2 separate regions of the Zea mays genome follow, and region 2 is linked to region 1. The links are chromatin contacts, called in public Hi-C maps. All regions are on one chromosome and are shown on one strand. Each heading gives the region's core, a stretch centred on a gene start, on an enhancer-like site or on the middle of the called end of the contact. The rest is flanking DNA. Distances are from core to core; before and after follow the strand shown. Region 1 has its middle 29 kb from the start of LOC103637126. Region 2 has its middle 46 kb from the start of LOC103637126.

Region 1 (3,298 bases), core at 265-2,764:
GCCGCCGCAAGCGACGGCGTGCCGGGGCATCGGTCGCTATCGCCAAACAGGCAGTGTGCCATGGCGGCACCAGCAGGACCCGGACCGGACCGGACCGGCAATTCAGCACCAGGTACGTTTTACGTAGCCATCGCCGTAGTAGCCGCCAGGGGACCGACCTCCCCAGTTGCAACCATTACAAAACGCACGCACCTGCCTGCGTGCCTTGGAATTAATCTAGCAGGGCGGGGGCGCAATTAACACCCCTTCCCAAGCAAACATACGCTAGCTGATTGTTTCTGCAAAAGGAGGAACGGAAGAGGGACCATCCGATTGTTTTTGTTCTCTGCGCAAAGTTGAAACTGGGGACGCACTACGCAGCACATGCGCCCATGGCGGCCGGCGCGACGACGACGACGAGGGACGAGGCCAGCATGCCACGATAGACTGATGAATGGGGAACACCGGGGGAGTAAAAACAATTGCGTCGTCGTCATGGGCATTCAGGAGGCGCAGCAAGTCTGGCCAATACTGGCGTGCTGATGGTTCGCCCTCTACCGGGGTTCTTTCAAAGATAAGCATATCTATCTATCAGGGGAAAATATCCTGTGCAATCATATATATTGGTGCAAGCGTGCAATCAAGCGGTTTGATGCATCTAATCTAGATCTAATGATGACTGTTATTTTATATTTAACCCCTTCCACCTAAAACATAGTACCTATTTTACTTTTAACCCTTCCATATGAAACCGTTGGATCTAGATTGGATGCTCTGGATAGTTTGATTGCACGCTTGCACCAAAATGATTGATTGCAAAGGATATGTCCTCATCTATCAGCGAGGACTGATTTGACGATCAGAAAAAAACGAAAACGAAGGGGACTGCAATTATTGACAGTGTAAGAGTTGACGCAACTGCACGTAGTAGTACTGTTCAACAAACAAATCAAATAAAAAAATACATAATCATGTACATGATAGCTCAAATATAGAAAAATAAACAGATAAAATTGACATAATGTAGTTCGAAGTTACTAATCACAAGGATATTATACAACCACTAATACAGTTTTTTTTTAAAAAAAATCAGCAGCATATTTCTTTTAGATATAATACGCAAGTCCACAAATATATAACAGATAATAGATAGTTGGCATTTAAATGTTCAATACTTTCACATCACCAAATGAAACAACTAATGGATATATTGTGCCCCCATACGGTAAAGCAATCAATTCGAGAAGAAATATACAATACGTTGTTCACCACGCGAATTATAGGGGTACCTTTTTACGTCAATTTGGCTAGCGGGAGTATTCTCGGCCGATTAATTTCATAGCCCATGTTAAGGTTTCTCCAATTTTTAAATACCTTTTGTCTCATGTTTCCATGCCCTCTAGTGTAACAAAAAAAAACAATTTGCAAATCTCTCGTGTCATTTGTTTGTTTGAAGTGCGAACACACGTACGTAATGGGCCATCCGTCATTGGGCCAGCAGGCCGATAGCGCAATGCGCCAAGGCAGAAGACGAAGTGCAGACGCTGGCCCGGGTACCCGACCGTCGGATACCCATATCCGATATGAGATATACGGATAGTTACTGGGTACTATGATTTTATATCCTACCTGTATCCAAATGGTTATTATGCGAGTAGTAACCGTATCCATTCTGGTAACAAAAATAACTGTATCCATATCTGAAAATTCGTGTTATTTCACTACCTGTATCTAGTATCCGATCCAGGTACCTGTCCCGTTTTCAACCCTAATCTTGCAGCTTCGTTTATAAGAGACGAACCGGTGGTGAAGTGAAAGTTGTTTCCCGTCCAATTTGATTTTTGTTTAGGAAGCCGTGATGTGCAGGGACATCCTTCTGACGATGGTATATGGAAGAAAGACCATCCAAAAAGCCCTCTTCTCACACCGATAAGGGTCACGAAACGTTGTGAGGATTGCAAGTCGGTGAAGGTTTCGATGTTCAAATTCTACCTAGAATCTATCACTAGTACAAAGAAGCTCTATAGAGGCAGTTCACAACCTATTTTTGCTAGTGTTTTCCAGAACCGTAAGCGCTAGTGGCCAATGGAAATAAATCTTTCCACTGACAGGTTTTTAAGTTCTTGGAGGAGAAGAAAGGGTATTTATACCAGAAATGTCACCCATGGCGGTTTGATTAATGAACCGCATGTGAAAATAGATTTTTATTGACGGTTAACTTAAAAAACCGCCAGTGAAACCGTGCATTTTCACAGGTGGTTCTCTTAATAAAACCGTCAGTGAAAAACACATTTTTACCGACAGTTTGTCTGTGAATATGCATGGTTTTCGCTGGTGGTTTTTTTTAAGTTAACCTTCAGCGAAAATGTGTTTTCACTAGCGGTTCTGTAAGTCGAGGCTACTTGTTGGGGTCTGTTTCTCTGCCGAAGATCCTCAGGATGAAGAAACCGTTTGTAATTTATTTTGACAAAGATACATCAAAGGAACTGAGTGCCGAAGCTGTGACAGACACGCAAGAAATACATCGAAGCTTCGGCAAGAACTAAAGCTTCATCTTAAGATGATCACGAAGGTCATACATGAAATCAAGACAGCAATAAAAAGACATGTTTATCCTTGATATTTGTATTAGAGCAATGTATAGATATCAGGGTCATAATTGTAATTTTGTTTGGACCGCGTCCCATGCCTATAAATAGATGAACAGTACCCACATATTGTTCATGCTTTTATTGGAAGGCTGTACTAGCATTCTCTCCTTCGAGCAAGCCGAATATACAAATATAATATACAACTTGTATCACTTTATTAACATATAATACAGATTTTGATATTATTCTGACATGCAATATGAAATGAATGCTTGTTATAATATTACATTGTAATATTATTCGTATGAAAAATGAAGACCTATTCTTCATGACCTTTGTCCAAGATCCATTATCTTTGCAAGAAGATGATGCTTCGAAGGACGAAGGTACTTAACATTTAACATTTTATGTTGCCTTGTTTTAGTACACTGGCACGCATTAACGACATCCGCATGTATAAATTAGTGTGCACCATAGATATAGAGCCGTTTTGTACTAGTGTATGTTAAAATAGAGGATAGGAAGCTACAATATAAAGAAAAAAGTGAATTAAAGAATGAGGGGTATAAAGGAATCTAGAGAACAAATCTAGTTTTTAGTTTTTTTACACTAACTTTAACACAGCCAAAATAGTCTGAACCAATTAGGAGATGACACATGATAACACGTGATTTGCATTACTGGTTCTCTAAGTCGTTATCGATCGAACCAACTAGTCCATAGGTCAA
Region 2 (3,298 bases), core at 486-2,985, 75 kb before region 1:
ATCTCCACATGACTCCCCAAGACGAATGGAATTGATCCAAGTACATATGTTTATTCGATTCCCTCCTGGTCAAGGTCCAGATGCACATATATATTTTGTTCTCGATCTTAAAGCTAGAGCAAGGGTCTACAAATTTTAGGTTCCAGCGGCAACATCTGCATCGAGGATTGCTAAGGTGGGTGTTGCAGCTGGTGGCCGTGACCTGCCTCTCCCTGGCTGGCAAGATGGAGGAGACCCTCGTGACCTGACCTCCCTCCTGGACCTATAGGCAAGGCAACTAGAACACTACTTGCCATGCATACATGTCATTATGGCTATATGTTTAGTCCCAATAATAATTATGACTATCGTGAGTTCTTTCTTAATTAACTAAGGTTGATGAACATTGATTGATTATTGTTGATTGCACGTCATTGCAAGTTGACAACACCAGCAGATACAACTGCTTCGAGCCTAGGACAGTCGTATCATGGAGATTATCAACCTGATGGCGCTCAACTGGCGGCCCGGTCGTATTCGATTGTTAATACATTTAATAAACAGACATATGCAACTCTTACAAATTTGTACACTTAGTTTACATTTTCTTTTTTGGTGGGGGACAATTTTGTTTAGAGTCTAGGTATTTTTTTCTTCAGTGCAATTACTGGGAGATTTGAGCAATGCAAGTCTTTGAAATTTAAACATGCATCATTATTAAAGGTCTACCATGAGATATATGAAAACCGTTGCAACGCACGGGCACGACCCTAGTTATATATATGACTTGAAGCATGTATAAAGGAACTCATATAAACACATATAGATAAACAAAATATTTCTTGCATTCATGCTGAATCTTTGAAGTGTTGCAGGCCCATTTTCATTTTACACACTACCCACGTGGCCTAGCAAAGCCTCCCTCTCGGGCCCGGGCATGTGTGACACCGACGGCCCGGGCATGTGTGACACCGGCGGGTGGGCCCCATAGCGCAGTCGTGTGGTTCTATCCAGTAGATTCGTTCTTTAACCTCATAACTGAATCACGTGCATCTTCACTTAGTCGTGATCTCCGGATGCCGATCCACCGTGTTGAACTAGGGCTTAGGCTCTGTCCGCACCGGGACCTCCCCCTGGGAGTATATATACGAACCTATGCCAACACGTTTATCCAGTATGAACCCCATGACCACCTTTGGTGAGCGAAGAGAGAGAGAGAGAGAGGGTGCAGGGGGAGATAAAGAGGGCCACCGCTGGGCCAGCTCGTTGGTGCCATCGTCGGGGCGCATGTGTGCTCGAGGTGCTCCGTTGATGGCCTGTGGATGCCACCTTGGGGAGTTCGAAGGCTGTGGGCGATCAGTGCTCGGTGAATTTTCTCGTCGGAGACTAACTCCACCGCTGATCAACGCTGCCCCATGGCCGGTGGTCTTCGTTGCTCCAACTCCGGTGAATTACCTCCCAACTTGTTCGTGCCAGTCTCCGCATCGTATAACAATGGCTGGTGGTAAGAATTAGGCTCAGGGCTGGGGGTTGGTGCTACTCCGGCGAGGATCACCGCCGTGGAGCACAACGCCACCACATTTGGTGCTCGAGTTATGCATGGCTGTCCCTCGATCCATGAACGAATGGCTCAGATTTGATCGAAGATACCCCTTCGATGCCTAAGATCCGTGCCATCGATCTAGCGATGGACAGTGTGGGATAGATCATGTATCAATAAAACCTTGATCGTAAGATTTAGATCCGAGGGGTGGTGATTGCAACCGTTCATGTGGTAGGTCTTTTAATCCTGGCCATCGGTTTGAAATCCAACAGCCAGAGTCAACCCATACCCCTTCGGCTGATTCTTTTCTCTAAAGAGTCCCTAAAAGTTCACAAAATCAACCCATTGTCCCTCCACTGTAGGAAGAATTAGTATTTAAGCCCCTGGAATTTACAAATGAACCTTGGAACTTGGTTTTAATAATAAAAATAGCCCAGAAACGTAGATAATCCATATATTTAGCGTTTTAGCTCCGATTTGACCCATTCAAATTGCGTTAGCCTCACAATAATATTGCCTATGCTATAGTAGCATTATTTTACCAAGTAACATATTTCCAAAAATAGCTATTTGTTGAACCTATGTTAGTAAGTTAACTTTTCTAATCAAAATTAATATATCTATAATTATAAGTTGATTAAAATATGATTTCTAATTAAGTTATAACTTAGATTAAGATTAAACTAGTTATTTCTTTAGAATATCTTTCCCACGTGGTTTATAATAATAGTTTTATCGCTTAATCACTTATATCATTAGAAAACCATATCTATTCCACCGTAACTCCGATTTCAGTAATTCTCGAGTCTACGATCTTGTGGTGGCGTGTAGAATATTCTTACGCACTTTGTTCTCATGATTTGGTGTAATGTTACCATATCCATTATTTCCTTGATTGTATGCGTTGCTACGAGTAGAGGCGAGATGATGAGGAACCCAGTGCCCAACTTTTGGGTCAGCATCTGGACAACATGTTATCGCAAATCACAGGCAAGTTGTGCCCTTGATCACTCTTCTTTACCTAATAATGTTTCTATTAATCACTGTGGCATGCTTAGGTTAATTTGATGGGACCTAATAGGTTTTCCTTGTATTGTTCATCCCACACCTTGCAAACAAATGAACTATTGGGTATATTAGCTATTGCTTTGCTTGGTTTTGGGATTAATGTTATATCTGAATTACGATCGTGTTCCATTAATACTATTGGTTTAATTATTGTTCATGATAAGATTATTGTATTAATTGGAACATGGAGCTTAACTTGAGATAACAGTGCTACCATAAGGGTGGAATGGAACGCCCTTGGCCAAGTAATTAGGAAAGCTAGAGAGAGGTTACCTTACCCGAAAGGGGCAAGCGGGGAGTCCATCACTGCATAGTATAGGGAGGTCTCGGGTCGAACTGTCTGTAAAGCTTTTCGGTCGAGGGATTTCTATGCTTCCTTCTTCCTGAATCCGTAGCGGGTTTTCTCAAACTAGTGGAACTTTAAAAAAGGCCTCGTAATGTTACCTTGTCTCCTCTCCTCAGTAGAGATGAATGGGAAGTCGCCATCCTTGGCAAATGAGTAACATGACTTATGGGTAAAGATATGCAACCTCTATAGAGTGTAAAACTGGTATATCAGCCATGCTCATGGTCATGAGCGACTCAGGACTCTCGCATGATTAACTTATGTAATTAAACTGAATTTTTCATTTGCATTGCATTGTGGTTTTATTATTAATTTCGATCTCTTATTTAATTGGGTTGGTATCTACTTATACTTAGTAAATG

What was found. Hi-C and Micro-C count contacts between places; a contact is called where the count stands out from the background.
Region 2: a contact with region 1 is called in a Hi-C map of leaf, with 7 times the contacts expected there. The contact joins two enhancer-like sites. A contact is called at or near these places in 9 of 25 Hi-C or Micro-C datasets (bundle sheath, ear, endosperm and 3 more).

The regions. Positions count from the first base shown.
Region 1 is chr8:98,770,812-98,774,109 of Zm-B73-REFERENCE-NAM-5.0, reverse strand. No RefSeq gene overlaps it. Among protein-coding and RNA genes, the nearest start is that of LOC103637126, 29 kb to the left of the region's middle. Within about 2 kb of position 1,514, at least 14 of the 20 cell types and tissues checked have an H3K27ac peak or open chromatin away from gene starts, as enhancers often do. A contact at or near this core is called in bundle sheath, ear, leaf and 1 more, where this site is marked.
Region 2 is chr8:98,845,753-98,849,050 of Zm-B73-REFERENCE-NAM-5.0, reverse strand. No RefSeq gene overlaps it. Among protein-coding and RNA genes, the nearest start is that of LOC103637126, 46 kb to the right of the region's middle. Within about 2 kb of position 1,735, at least 16 of the 20 cell types and tissues checked have an H3K27ac peak or open chromatin away from gene starts, as enhancers often do. A contact at or near this core is called in bundle sheath, ear, leaf and 1 more, where this site is marked.